5 separate regions of the Mus musculus genome follow, and all the other regions are linked to region 4. A link is a contact called in public HiChIP or PLAC-seq and promoter capture Hi-C data. All regions are on one chromosome and are shown on one strand. Each heading gives the region's core, a stretch centred on a gene start, on an enhancer-like site or on the middle of the called end of the contact. The rest is flanking DNA. Distances are from core to core; before and after follow the strand shown. Region 1 holds the start of Atoh7 (atonal bHLH transcription factor 7). Region 2 holds the start of Pbld1 (phenazine biosynthesis-like protein domain containing 1). Region 3 overlaps Mypn (myopalladin). Region 4 holds the start of Stox1 (storkhead box 1). Region 5 holds the start of Pbld2 (phenazine biosynthesis-like protein domain containing 2).

The links. Promoter capture Hi-C pulls out the DNA fragments that hold promoters and counts their contacts. HiChIP or PLAC-seq counts read pairs in DNA pulled down with a chosen protein or histone mark.
Region 1: a contact with region 4 is called in a promoter capture Hi-C map of liver, with 4 times the contacts expected there. The contact joins the promoter of Atoh7 here to the promoter of Stox1 in region 4. A contact is called at or near these places in 7 of 39 promoter capture datasets (cranial neural crest, embryonic stem cells, hematopoietic stem and progenitor cells and 3 more), 1 of 484 Hi-C or Micro-C datasets (embryonic stem cells), 1 of 115 datasets of contacts at active chromatin or transcription factors (bone marrow-derived macrophages) and 2 of 9 other capture datasets (liver and macrophages).
Region 2: a promoter capture Hi-C map of pre-B cells shows a contact between it and region 4, with 4 times the contacts expected there. The contact joins the promoter of Pbld1 here to the promoter of Stox1 in region 4. A contact is called at or near these places in 13 of 39 promoter capture datasets (the 3T3-L1 cell line, cranial neural crest, embryonic stem cells and 8 more), 3 of 484 Hi-C or Micro-C datasets (the N1E-115 cell line and embryonic stem cells), 1 of 115 datasets of contacts at active chromatin or transcription factors (embryonic stem cells) and 4 of 9 other capture datasets (adipose tissue, embryonic stem cells, liver and 1 more).
Region 3: a promoter capture Hi-C map of pre-B cells shows a contact between it and region 4, with 4 times the contacts expected there. The contact joins the enhancer-like site here to the promoter of Stox1 in region 4. A contact is called at or near these places in 3 of 39 promoter capture datasets (cranial neural crest, hippocampal neurons and pre-B cells), 1 of 15 datasets of contacts at CTCF or cohesin (CD8 T cells) and 2 of 9 other capture datasets (embryonic stem cells and liver).
Region 5: an H3K4me3 HiChIP or PLAC-seq map of embryonic stem cells shows a contact between it and region 4, with 11 read pairs. The contact joins the promoter of Pbld2 here to the promoter of Stox1 in region 4. A contact is called at or near these places in 3 of 39 promoter capture datasets (cranial neural crest, embryonic stem cells and frontonasal cranial neural crest), 2 of 484 Hi-C or Micro-C datasets (the N1E-115 cell line and embryonic stem cells), 4 of 115 datasets of contacts at active chromatin or transcription factors (bone marrow-derived macrophages, embryonic stem cells and trophoblast stem cells) and 1 of 9 other capture datasets (embryonic stem cells).

The regions. Positions count from the first base shown.
Region 1 is chr10:63,098,511-63,101,255 of GRCm38.p6, forward strand. Atoh7 (atonal bHLH transcription factor 7) reads left to right here and starts at 1,275. Exons shown (of 2, transcript NM_001364648.2): 1 at 1,275-2,026; 2 at 2,226-2,745. The coding sequence starts at 1,646. The coding sequence ends at 2,234.
Region 2 is chr10:63,060,135-63,062,904 of GRCm38.p6, forward strand. It overlaps Pbld1 (phenazine biosynthesis-like protein domain containing 1), which reads left to right and starts at 1,455. Exons shown (of 9, transcript NM_026701.3): 1 at 1,455-1,567. The coding sequence starts at 1,484.
Region 3 is chr10:63,121,449-63,124,148 of GRCm38.p6, forward strand. Mypn (myopalladin) reads right to left here. Exons shown (of 20, transcript NM_182992.2): 16 at 1,823-1,949; 17 at 454-661. Among named protein-coding and RNA genes, the nearest start is that of Atoh7, 23 kb to the left of the region's middle. Within about 2 kb of position 1,268, at least 47 of the 459 cell types and tissues checked have an H3K27ac peak or open chromatin away from gene starts, as enhancers often do. A contact at or near this core is called in liver and pre-B cells, where this site is marked.
Region 4 is chr10:62,724,721-62,727,420 of GRCm38.p6, forward strand. It overlaps Stox1 (storkhead box 1), which reads right to left and starts at 1,374. Exons shown (of 4, transcript NM_001033260.2): 1 at 1,048-1,374. The coding sequence starts at 1,348.
Region 5 is chr10:63,023,169-63,025,911 of GRCm38.p6, forward strand. Pbld2 (phenazine biosynthesis-like protein domain containing 2) reads left to right here and starts at 1,344. Exons shown (of 10, transcript NM_026085.2): 1 at 1,344-1,568. It overlaps Hnrnph3 (heterogeneous nuclear ribonucleoprotein H3), which reads right to left and starts at 681. Exons shown (of 10, transcript NM_001079824.1): 1 at 552-681.

The DNA.
Region 1 (2,745 bases), core at 25-2,524, 370 kb after region 4:
AGTTATTCAACTTCATTTCCCCGTCAGTGCTTTAGCTGGGGACTAATAAACTATTTATGGGAAGACGGGGCTTGAAGTCAGGGTGGTGGTGTTGGGGCTGTAGTCTGAGGTACCAGCGGGGTAAACAAGTCCAAGTTAAAAGGCCTCTTGATTTGTATGTAGACGATTTAACTAAACAAAAAAATCTGAGGTTACATCCATGGTTCGAAAGGAGAGAGAGCTTCCTTGGCCCTTCCTGAAATATAGAACTGAAAATATTAGAGCCTGTTTCTTTGCCTTTACACTCCCCTGAAAAACAAGAAACAAGCTGAGACGAGAGGGGATAATTAAAGATTTCTCTGTGTAAATCTAATAATTATCAGTGGTGGAAATCATGTTTTGTTACTGTTCTTGAGGACAGAGGACATAGAACAACACTGAATTGCATGAAATATTTTTAGTGGTATAAGAGACAGGCAAAAAGAAAATGCATTAAGATTTTTTTAAACTCCCCAAATTATTTAGATGTTTCCGTTTTTGCATACACACGTGCATGAAGATGTCTTGTTAAGTTTAAATGGTAAACAATGAAGCGATTAGTTATCATTTCAGTTTGTGGCTCAATATTAATGAACAAGAAAATGAAATAGAGCTGCTGAATAAACCTGTCAAGGCCTTGGAACCCACAGAACATAGTATCGAGGTGAACACTGACACATTTGTATCTTTGGATTCATCTTAAGTTGTTTCACAGAAATTATTCACAGAGTCACATTCCAGGCCTGCAACAGTATTTGGATTTCCTAATTTGTATGAATTTATTTAGTAAATTAAATGAAAATGTTAATACTTTATCGCCGCTTCTTAACAAAGCAAAATCTTGATAACCTTCGGATACGCCCTAGCAATGTTAGAAGCAACATCTTCCCGCAAAATGATTTTTCTACTTAATCATTTAAAAACCCGGCCTTTGTTTTTTGATATGTAAGCTTCCTGCTGGTTTGGGAAAAGATGGACCAGGCTCTCCCTTCACCCCCACCTTCTTATTCTATTGGGGACAGTCAGACCAGGCCACTCCAGATGGTGTGTTAGTTAGCGTTGGACATAGCTTTGGAGACACTTCAACAGACGAAGGCAATGATGTCAGGATTTTGCTGTGCGTCGCCCCCTCCCCCCTGCCGTTCCCAGGGTAGGAAGGTGCTGAGATGGGAGCGGAGGGACGCCCGCCCACCTGCCACCACCTGTTCCCTCCTTGAGCCCTGGGCTATAAATTCTCCTCCCTCATCGCTCTGTCCGACATCTACTGCAAGCTGTCCAAACGCTCCTGACCTAGCAGAGCTTCTGGGAAGATTTCGTCACCCCGAAAAGCAGTCTCAGGCTTTCCCAGAGAACTGGAAAGGCTTTCTATCCCCGACCCCCAAGAACGATCCGCAGCAAACTGCAAGAAAGTTTCCTCCTCGTTCAACTTTACGTGTTTGGGGTGGAGTGGGGAGGAATGACTTTTTCCTGAGCATCACTTCCACTGCATCTGGGCAAGGGAAGGGACTTCCCAGCAGGACCCAAGCTAGGGTCCCACACAGTGTCCTCTGGCCACTGACTGACTGCACGTGAGTCGCTCCGTCTGTGTCTTATTCACTCTTGGGAGTCCTGCAGAGCGGCAGCGTGGATGAAGTCGGCCTGCAAACCCCACGGCCCTCCGGCGGGAGCTCGCGGCGCGCCCCCGTGCGCGGGCGCAGCCGAGCGCGCGGTCTCGTGCGCGGGGCCCGGGCGGCTGGAGAGCGCGGCGCGCAGGCGTCTGGCGGCCAACGCGCGCGAGCGGCGCCGCATGCAGGGGCTGAACACGGCGTTCGACCGGCTGCGCAGGGTGGTGCCGCAGTGGGGCCAGGACAAGAAGCTGTCCAAGTACGAGACACTGCAGATGGCGCTCAGCTACATCATCGCGCTCACCCGCATCCTAGCCGAAGCCGAGCGGGACTGGGTCGGGCTGCGCTGCGAGCAGCGGGGCCGCGATCACCCCTACCTCCCTTTCCCGGGTGCTAGGCTCCAGGTAGACCCTGAGCCCTATGGGCAGAGGCTCTTCGGCTTCCAGCCGGAGCCCTTCCCCATGGCCAGCTAAGCCTCGGGGCCATTTGGGTCTTAGGGGAGAAAACTCAATCACCTTTTCTGCTTAATTTCCTTCCCGTTTCAAACAGGTAGATGAAATGAGTTCATTGCCTCCCTATCTCCACTTCTCTTGTGTTTTGTAGGTTTCATGAGTGGACATCGCGAATGACTTTGGACTGCTGTGAAAATAATGCTCTGTTCCTTTTAGCCTAAGACAACGGGGCTGGGGTCTAGCCGAGTTTGTAGAGGACTTGTCTTGCATGTATAAAAGTGGGGTTGAGCCCCAGCTGCCGCTTAGGCAGAGCACGGTGATGCACGGCCTGTAATCCTAGCGTCATTCAGGAGGTGGAGAAACATATATATTTAAATATTTAAGACCCCATGTCAAAAAAAAAAAAAAGATTGAATAAGACTGGTACTAAACCATCAGACAGTTAGTTACCTTCTTAAACTGTGCAAGTTTGTCCCTATTGGGCGAAGTTGTATTATGTGACTTGTTTATGTTCTGAGCAGCTACCTTGTGGTGTAAATGCATTTATGCTCCGTATATTGTGTGTGCATGCATCAGATAGAGTAAGACTTTTTTTTCCCCCCTGGGGTCGAGGGTTGGGGAGCTGGTAGAGTACTTGGGTATGAGCGCTCTGTATTTTTTTAACTGTACAC
Region 2 (2,770 bases), core at 205-2,704, 340 kb after region 4:
CAGCCAGCTAGAATTCAGAGAGAACAAGAAAGTTGTGAACTTATTCAGCAGCCAGTCTCAGAGGCTGAAAACATTCTAGGCCTCAATTAGATTGTATGGAAGCTAGAAGCTTCCAGGCCTAGACCTGGGTAAGCAGACTGAGGCAGTAAGCCTCTGAGATGACAATTACAACAGGTGAATAAAAGCTACTTTTACATATCCCAAGGCTGGCCTTGAACTCAAGGCAGGCCTGTTGCAGTCTCCAGATTCCACTGAGCCTGGCTCACAAGCTTGTGAAGCCCACTGCCAGGGGGAGACAGAGCCTAATCCTAGCTATTCAGCAGCCGGGGCAGGAGGCTGAAGACCTGTGTAGGTTCCACAGAGAGGTCACGGCCAACGAGGTCAAGATCCCGGGGCCCACAGATCAGGTAAACAAGATAACCTAGAACATTTACCAGTCACGTGTGAGGCCTGGGCTCCATTCCAGCCTTGCAAAAGGGAACCTGTGTCAAAATAGGAGCTTTGTTTCCTTTCTGTGCTGACTCCTGCTATCTGATAGAACAATGGTGATTTACAATGAAATCTCCAAACAACCGCATAAACAACCTGAAACGCAGTGAGAAGAACGATTCTGCTGTCGATGGAGACACGTCCTCGCAGATGACACTTGACAACAAATCCTCCTGTTTGTCCTCCACGCTCCAGTTGGATGTGAGCCCAGTAATTACTTCTTAAATCACTTTAATAGATATGGTGTGCCAGGGGCTCCTCTAGCAGCTATGTGATTTCAAAAGGGGAAAAGGTAAGTTGGTTGTGGTGGCATGGGACTTTAATCCCAGGACTGGGAAGGCAGAAGTAGGCAGATCTCTGAGCTCAAGGCCAGCCTTAAGATCCAGTTCAATAAAGGCTGCATAGTAAGACCCAGTTTTTGTTTTGTTTTGTTTTTTTAAATTAAGATGTGGTAAGAAGAGGGTGACGTGATGTTTTCTGCCAATGAAAACCCAATGATTGCTTTTTATCAGTCAGATTAATAAGCACAGTAAATGTTCATATACTGTGTAAGTTGGTAAACTTTTATTGCTTTGAGACGGGGTCTCCTGTATCCCAGGCTGGCTTGGAACTCCCTGTGTAGCCGAGGATGGCCTTGAGCCTTTCTGTTCTTGCCTCTGCTTCGTTGCGCTAGGATCACAGATGTGTGCCACCATGCCCTGTGTAAGGGTCGATGGGGAATAGAGCCCGGGCTTTGTGCGTGCCAAGCAAGTGCTTACCTGCCCCTCACTGAGCTACTCTGCAAAGGTCAAAGGACATCCAATACAAATGCTAAAACTTGTTAGAGGATTGGTATCTCTAAAGGTAACCATATTGGCACGGTTGTTTGGCTTTTGGTCTGGGAACCATTAACTGCACGTCTGCACCAGTAAAACTTTAACTTATTTTTCAACAGCTGGAAGTGAAGCGGGCTCCGAGCAGGGCAGGGAGCCCTCAGACAAAGCCAGCGAGGAAAATGAAGCTCCCAATCTTCATAGCAGATGCGTTCACTGCGACAGCTTTCCGGGGCAATCCTGCCGCAGTCTGCCTCCTGGAGCGCGTGAGTACGCGGTTCTCAAGGGCCAAGCCTGAACTTCCAGATGTGTGTAGAGCCCTTGACGTCTGTAAAAGACATGAGGCCGTCCTGCGTGTTTGCCACTTTGGCTTGTGTTCTGTGTCACGTCGCTGATGGCCATGTCTTCAGGTTATGAGGGAATGGCTGTGCCTAGACTGGGTCAGAGCCACAGAGGCTCCCAGGCAGGGAACCTGGCAGCAGCTGGGAGTCGGGGCTCATGCCTGCAGCTCTGGTGTTCCAAAGGAGAAGGCAGGAGATCATGAGTCTGCGGCCAGCCTGGGCTACATAGCAGATCCTAGGTCAGCCTGGACTATGTGAAGAAACTCATCTTACAGAATCAAAAATAAATAAGCAAATAAACATAAAAACGTAGGGGGATGGGTTCCTTCTAGCTGCCAGAGTTTAGTTTTATGACTAGATATGGTCGCAGCTACCTTTGAGTCTTACTTTAGGGACTCTCTCATAGGGGTTGGGAGAAGGTCTAAGGCGGGCTGGCCTTAAGCTCCCTGCGTAGCTCAAGCTCTCTTCAGACCCCATCTGCCTCAACCTCCTTAGTGCCTGCCTGGGTTACAGCTGCCGGCCATCTTTCCTGGCTTTAACCTTTCCTGTTCCTCAGACATTTAGAAGTTCTCTCGAAGGCTGAAGGCTCATTGTTTCAGAGTGGCTACTGCTCTCGCAAAGGACTTATGTTCCATTCTTCACACCCATGTGGGACACTTACAACTGCTTGTGGCTCCAGCTCCCGACGGAGATCTGAGAGATCTGACTGACACTCTCTTCTGACCTCTGAGGTCACTGCAATCATGTGTACAAACCCAAACACACACATACACATACATACACACACAAACCCACACAAACCCAGATACACACACATGCACTTGCACACACACAAACACACAGACATGTCTGCACTCACTTTCTCTCTTCCGATCTCCAAAGGCTCTATGCTCAAGTGTATTGACTGACACACAGACATTCATTCTCTCTCTTAAAATAATTGTCAAAATATATTAAAAATCTCTTTAGGATCAAGAAAATAAGGCACCGGCAAAGAATTAAGGAGAGGCAAGGAATTGATCTCCACTCTGTGGAAAAGTTAGTTTGCCAAAACTCTCCCTTTGTAAATAGCTCTTTTGTGGCTCCCATGCTGGCTCAGCAGGTAAAGGTCCTTGGCGCCAAGCCTGA
Region 3 (2,700 bases), core at 18-2,517, 400 kb after region 4:
ATAAGTAGGCTAGCTATGCTCTCCGGCACCCTACCAGCTGAGCTGATAAACCCTTGGTCCTAAAGTTAGGCTTTACAAAGGGATGCTGGGTAAAGAACATTCCAGGTAGGAGGACCACAGAAGTGATGCAAGGGTATGTAACTTAGGCGACAGAAGAGCCTAGTGTGGTCCAAGGATCAGTCTGAAGGGCAAAAGGTTACCTGTAGCACCTGCCAATTAAATAACACATTGATTGCTTACTCAATTATTGCAATTGCTCCTATTGATTATATGATTACAATGAAGAAGCAGCCATATTACATTTCTAGATTACTACGTACCTCAGAAAGCGGTGTAGAAAATATGGTCTGCTACCGTGAAGGGGAAGAGATTGCTGGGGCAAGGGGCTCACCTGAGTATTTGGACAATCACTTTGAAGGGAGTTCTGCCCAGGAGTCCCATAGCAATCCTTACCTACCACAGTGAGCTCCAGACTAAAGGAATTCTGCCCGGTTTTGTTGGTAGCCACGCACGTGTAGGTCCCTGCGTCTCGTTGGGTGAGCGGGTCGATGAGCAGAGAGTGGACTCCCGTCTCTCTGACCAGCATCTTGTGGGAGGCGTCGGGTAGCACAGGTTGCCCATTGAGTAGCCATGTCAGCTCCGGGGGTGGTAAGCCACTCACCTAACAGATGACAGAACAGCCAACGTGGACGACACAGACAGGCAGATTCATCCGGTGACTGAATTCTTTATCCTTATTGACACCAAATATAGAGCAAAGGAAAACACGGAAGGGTGGGGACTCTGCTGCAGCCTTGAAGGGGGGTCTGAATGAATGGTACTGACTTTGAACGGTCTCAGCCCCATTTCAGTCATGACTGAGCCATGTGATTACATCCCAGAGTGATGATAGCGACAAATAGAAAAACACAGGCTGCGGCATCAGTAAAAGAGATGACTTCGGCTTAGACACCAGAGTCAGAAAAGGTTCTCAAATCAAAGGTTAAATCACCATTCTCAAATTTTGTTCATGGACTATCAAAAAAAACCCAAAAACCCAAAAAACTTGAGAACTAATTATAATATTAAAACTGAATTTCCGGGAAGAGGAGCCAGGCGCTGATGTTTTTTAAAGTCTAGAGAGGCAGGGGAGCATACAACCTGAATATTATTTAGGTGGCAACTGAGGGATGAGAGCCGCACACAGAAAGGGGCTCTCTGCACAAGCCTGCTCTCCAGCCTGCACTGACTGCGCCTACATTTCCCATAACACCCTGCACGGTCGCCTGACACAGAAGTGATGACGTCAGAGTTCATTACCCTGAGAGACCTTTGCCTTGCCAATGTGAAACCTCATTTCAGATTGGGAAATTAGAATGCGGAATGACAAAAGGTAACAGAGGTGGCTTAGTGTGAGGAAAAAAAAAAAAAAAAAGAAGTTTCTCCCTTCCCTGTGACCAAAGACACAAGATTATAACTTCTGGCTTCATAGTAATAAAGGGTCCAGGGACGATATAGAAAAGTCCACAAGTTAACCTTTGGTTATTGTCTCAAAATGAAGAATCAACTTGACATAATGCCCACATAAAATGGTTTTGCTTTAAAAGTTTTATGCTTCCATACTTTGTATTATTAAGATATGGTGAGTTAAGATGCTAAGGACACATTTGTGTATGGTATCAAAAAGATCCCCCGCTCTGAAAGAGCCTAGAGAGGAGAATTTCCCTCCCTTCCCAAGCCCCCTTCATCTGAGAGAAAACCCCATAAAGCAAATACAAACACAAATGAGTGTAAAGAAATAACCAGATGCAAAATCTGGAGAGACCTGGCGCTAAGGAAATACCTTACAGTCCAGCCGACAGAGGCGGCCCTCGTGAGCCACCATATCCCCAGGGGCCTGCAGGAAATGTGGTCGGAAAAAGCGTTCCTGTAGCGGCTCTTTGTCTCTTTCCTGCATTCTGGACCTTCCTCTACAAGAAACATTTACAAACATATAACAACGACTGTATGCATTTAGGCTATATGGCTATAATGAGACAGAGTCTCCAATAGCCCAGGCTAGCCTTGAGCTCATTAGTAATCAAGGATGACCTTGAACTGACCCTCCTGATCTATAAAGCCTCCCGAGCGCTGACATTAGAAGCGTGCATTAGAGCGTTATGCTCAGTTTATATGGTACTCGGGTAAACCTAGGACTTGGCGCATGTTAGGTAAGGACTCTAGCAAATGAACCATACCCCTAGAATACAGAAAAATTACTAGACCATCAATCAGTCAATCAACCAATCAATCAACCAATCACAGTTTAAAACTTATGCAAATACACATATAAGCCAAGCCAAACCAAACCCAAAGCTTTTTTTTTTTTTTTTTTTTTTTTTTTTGGCAAGTATCCCATACATTATAGTATTATTTCTAAAACTCTGAAATCAAGTAAATAGGCTCAGGGCTGGGTGCTTCCAGAGGACCCAAGTTCAGTTCCCAGCACCCATGCTAGGCGGCTCACAACCACCCTTAAGTTCAGCTTCAGAGGGTCCAATACTCCTGTGCTAATGTGCCTATGACCTGGCCCATACACATATTTAAAAATAATAAAAAAACAAAACAAGCAGTCCTTGGCCTCTTTCTCTCTGAAGTCATTCAGTGTTAATCAGCTTAGCTCTCTTCTCTGTGGCATTTGGCACTTGTTGAAAAGTCATCAAAATAAAGAAATAAATCCGT
Region 4 (2,700 bases), core at 124-2,623:
GCTGGGGGTGGGTGGTTGCAGATGGCATGAAGTTTAGAGGCCTTCCCAGGTTCAGGCCAGAGGAGGTCACTATTCCTGGACAAGACCACACACAGCATCAGGTGTCTCCCGTTGCCCTGACCCTTACCCCAGGGAGTAAAACAAATTTGTTTTGCTGGTGCTTCTCTGGGGATGGGGGAAGGAGGAGGAGGAGGAGGAGGAGGAGGAGGAGGAGGAGGAGGAGGAGGAGGAGGAGGAGGAGGAGAACCAGACTATGATGGAGAGGTTCCTTGAAACAACTGGCTTCTTGTCACCACCAAACCATCGAATGGTCCCACAGCCCCCACAGACAGAATGAGGACAGAACCAGCTGTTACTGGGAGCTGACACAGTTGCCAGAGGTTAGTGGCCTGTGTCAGTAACCACCCCACTGGTGCAGCGGTTCAGTTTCTCAACCGAGAAACAAATGGGTTAGTCCGAAAAGACTGGGAGGTGGAACTTTCTCTGTTTGGTGAATGATGTGTGATGTGTCTACAGCACCATCTGTTTCTTTTCCCCACCAGTTAAGGACGATCCCGCCCCCCCCCCAAAAAACTTCTGAAAGTTGAGCGACCTAAGACCACTCCTCCATCCAAGACAAGCAGGACAGGAACACCAGGTACTGGGAAGGGAAGGGGAGTTGAGGGGAGGGGAGCTGAGGGGAGGGGAGGGGAGGGAAAGAAAAGGGGAAAAAAAGGAAAGGAAAAAGGAAAGGATGGCAAAGTTAAGGAAAGGGGAAGGGAAAGGAATGGAGAAAGAAAAGAAAAGGAAAGACGGACGGAAAAAGGAAAGGGAAGGAAAAGATAGGAAAAAGGAAAGGAAAGACGGAAGGAAAAAGAAAGGGAAGCTAAGAAGGAAGGAAGGAAGGAAGGAAGGAAGGAAGGAAGGAAGGAAGGAGCAATCGGATCCTCTTTCGGACCCGAGCCTCACTTTTCCTAAAGTGCCCCCTCCCCTAACACCAGGAACCCGCGCGCTCCCGGGACCTGTTGCTATGACCCCGGGCGCTGGCGACCTCCGCCCCACACTCACCCACCGCGGTGATGCGGAAGCCTCGGGGCGGCCGCAGGGCTCGGCGACGCCACGCATCCCGCAGCACCTGCACACAGGGCTGGGGCGCGCGCACCAGCAGCACCCCGCGCCGCAGCCAGCCGAGAAAGGCCAGCCGCGAGGCGGCGCGCGCCAGCCGTGCGTTCCAGAAGCAGCGCGCGTTGGCGCGGCGGAAGGCGCGGAAGAGCGCGCGACCGCCCGGCTCCCCCGCCGCCTGCCCGGCCTCCCGCGGGCTCAGCACCAACGCCAGCGAACCCGGTGCCAGCTGCACGGGCCGCGCCATGCCGCCCGCTCGCGGGACTCGAGATCACTGAGCCCACCTCGGCTGCCCCGGGAGCCCTCTGAGGGGGGCGGGGCCGGGGTGGGGCGGGGCTTTCTAGGGCGTCGCTGTCACTCCCGGTTCCCACAGCAACCAGAAGAGCCGGTGGCATCGCCCACCCGCAGTGCCCGGAGGACCCAGGTCGCGCGTGGGAGGTGACCCAGGTTTGAGCCTCTGCTCCGTTCCTGACCTCTCAGGCTAGTTCTCTGGCGTCTCTGGGTTTGGACCTGGCCAGGTTCCTCATCTCGCAGCAGAGGACTCTGAGGACCCTCTCATCCATGGTTTTCTGAAGTTCCAGGGTCTGTCTCCTCCCCTAGTGTATCCCCTTCTTTTGAGAATTTTGAGGAAAGCAGGGTTAGCGAGCGAGAGGCGGTAGCAAAAGCCTGGGGCCCCACCCTGGTTAGGGCCTGGGGATTCTGACGCTGCACTCGATCATGCCCCAAGAACCCCAAAGGAAAGGCCGAGATCTGCCCCTGCAGACTATGGCCGGCGTCGCAGAGCGATAAGGACAAACAGGCTGGGCCGGAATTGAGGCCCTGGGTCCCTGAGGATAAAGATCTATTGGAATAAGGAAACCGGGCAGGATAGACATTAGACTTAACTATGAACTCAATACTATAAAGAGCAAGGTGCTTCGGCAAGACCTGAGGGGTCATTTCAGACTTACCATCCATAATATCGATATAATAATCAGGGGTGGGCACAGAGAGAGACAGGGTCAACATATGTCTCCCAGGCTGGTCTCAAACTCATGTTCCTCTTGCTTGTGCAACCGTTTTTATTTTTAACTACACCACCTTTATAACTACCATAATGAGATAATCCATACCCCTATCCATCAATCACAGATGTTATTAATAACAATAGCCCAGTTTCACAACTCTCTGTTAAATTAACTATTGTAGATTGATATCTCTAATCCCCAAATCCCAGATGCTCTAAGAATTTTTTTTTAAGTACTACTGTGGTTTCACACGCAAAAAACATCACACTTGACTTCAGGATGTGTGTAAAAGGGGTGGCTATGAGTTGAGTGAATTGTGTGGGACCCATCTCCAACTTGGCTCCTCAAGTAGATCCAAGTGTGCCAGCATCTGAAAAAAATGGGCTATCTGTCCCCAAGCATCTTGGAGACAATTGTATCAATAGCATGCATGTGTGCCACCCTGCCTGCCTGTGAATGGCCATGCCTAAGTGCTGGGGTGTGTATGTGTGTGTACCATGGTACCGACCTAAGAGCTTCCAGGAAGTCTCCTGCCCCCACCCCCTGCCTCACCATAGCACCACTGGGATTACAGACATTAGAGATTATACAC
Region 5 (2,743 bases), core at 94-2,593, 300 kb after region 4:
CATCGCAACCGAGCGGCGGAATTACAAAGGAGGACCGCGGCCGCCTTTGTCCTGCATCTGGCATCGGAGCGCCCTCGTCGTCACTGGCTTCTCCTTCCCCCGCCCCCAGCTCCCCCTGTCTCAACCCTGGAGTCTGCGTCAGCAGCCCCTCGCAGCCCCGCCGGCCCCAGGTAGTCCCTTCGAGAGCACCGGAGGCCCCGGTGGGTGGCCGGGCCCGCCGAGCGCCATTTCCACCCGGAGCGCGTCCCGCTTTCCCGGCTCGCTGAGCTCCCCACCCTCATCCCTACCGGAGAGCTCGGATCTCCCGCCCGCACTCTCTCCTGCCGGACACTTTCCCGTAAGCCGGAGGCGACAAAGTAGCCCGAGCGGGGGAAAGGCGGGAAGGCGACCCGACCGCTACCGGCCCCCAAGATGGCGGCAGCCGAGCGGCGGGGGAGAGCGAGCGAGCGGCCACTCCGCGTTCCCTCACCCGCTCCCGGGCTCTTCGTCCTTCTCCCGACTCCGCTGTCGGCACCGCCGGCCCAACCTACCCCCCCTTCTACTTCAGATACCCTGTGGGGCGTAAGCAACGCCTACACCGACGCTCGCGCGGGTCTGGTCGCGGGCAGGGACGCCTGGCTCGCCCGCTGCTGAGCGCTCGCCACAACGGTTCGGCTCCCTCGCTCCCCTCAACCGTCTCCCGCCGCGCCAACCGCTCTAGGAGCTGCGCAGCCGAGCGACTGCCGAGGGGGGATGGGAGGGGGGCGAGAGAGAGGGAGGGGGCAGGGCCGACTGCCCAGGCCCACCCCCTCTCTGCCGCGCTGCTCTCGCGATACTTGAGTGACAGCGTGGTCTCCCAGGGGGCGGGGCGCAGCGCACCTGCGCACTCGGGACCTGCCCGGTTGCCACCGTGGTGGGCGTGGAGTCGCAGCGAGTGGGCTGTGGCGGACTCCGTTGGCTCCCGCCGACCGACCAACCCTCTGAACCCCGGAGCTCACGTTTGTCCCTCCCCACGGGCCTCTGAGGAGCCGTGGTCACGCGGTTTGCTAAGTTTCTTATCTGCTCCACTGGGAATAGATCCCACAAAGGCCCCCGCGCGGAAGGAGCCACGTGGTTTCTGTCACCCCGCCCCCCAACCCGGGGACGGCTTTGCTGGTCCACCATATTTGCATTATGCAATCAGAAAAAAAGATGAATGTTGCGCCTGCGAAGATACAAAGCGTCTAAACCCAGCAGGATTCCCGTCCTAGCCTGGGGCATCCCCTTTGTTCCCCTGCGTAGGCAGCCTTGGCGCCTTGATTGGTTTCCTACCTGCCAGGTTCGGTTTTTCTCTCCATTAAACCCGGGTGACGGGTCTGTGGTTCACGGCAATAGACTTTATCTAAGTAAGAGTTTGGTATTCCTAAAAATTGTGCTCGCAGGAGACACCTAAAAAAACCGCATGTGGAGGTTCTGTCGTGCTACCAAGATTGCTCCCGACCCGTTTATGGCTTTTTTAAAGTTGTAACACAAATTGCACATGGAAAGGCTGTGGGAAGGTGGAGGGCCACCCTGGTGTTGAGAGACTTGGGAGAGCAAAGCTAATTAAGGTGGGTACGGACAGCAGAGGGCGAAAAGAGGCCGGGCTGGACAGACTAAGGCTGTGAACGTGGATGGGGCTGGGTTGGAATCACCCTTCAGTGTGCATCCAAAGATTTCTTTGTGCTACAAACACTGGGAAGTCCATGTGGAGTGGAGTAGTGGCAGTGTGGAAGGTTGGATTTGATTTACTATGAATTTTTATTTATGTTTATACTAGAGCCAAGAGGCCAATGACTTTCTTGTATGGAAACTTGTATTTCACGGCTTTAATTCATCTTCAAACCTACTTGAAAGTCTTTAGTACTCTACTGATTTTATAGCCCAAAATATCCTTCAGAGAAGGGGGGGGGGGCGCAGTGTGCTTATACTTACAGACAGGAAAATCAAAGTATGTTCTAGAAGCCGTCATAGCTCAGGTTTATTAAGTACTTCCTGAAATGGCATGGTAAGCAGTTCCTTGTCTTTGTTCTTGGGTAGCCAAGGATGTCCTTGAACTCCTGACCCTCTGTGTCTCCATAGCCTTACAAAGTGGTATTTCACAGATGCAGTCCCTAGTCCCACAAGAGTGAAAATAATTACACTTGATAACACTAAACTCTTTTATGTGGTGACAAGTTAGTGGCTTACTGGCCAGACACTTGCTGAAGCTTGGTTATTTTATTGTTACTTTAATCCCCTAAAGTTACCCCACCCCCTCCTTTTAATAGCTGGGGGTTGATTTAGAGCCCAAAGTATGTTCTCTTTTTTAAAAAAGTAACTGGTTTAGCTGGGTAGTGGTGCACACCTTTAATCCCAGCACTCGGGAGGCAGAGGCAGTTGGATCTCTTTGTTGGAGGCCAGCCTGGTCTTCAGAGTGAGTTCCTGGACAGCCAGGGCTACACTGAGAAACACTGCCTCTGGGCGGTGGGGTGGAGGGGGTAACAAACCTAAAGGGAACTGGCTTATTAGCAGTACTCCAAGCTGAACTCTTAGGATGAAACCTTCCCAGGGCCTTTCTTCTATTGGGTTTTAATTACATGGCTCCTTTACCTTTCACTCTTTCAACATGATTGGGTAGGTGGAATTCTGTAATCCCTTTTCCTCTTCCCCTGGAATTCAGTCTGCTTACAGCATGAATGAATTTGGCATTCTTTGCACACACTTTGTGTGGTTATCGGCCACAATCCTCAATTCGTTTTGATGG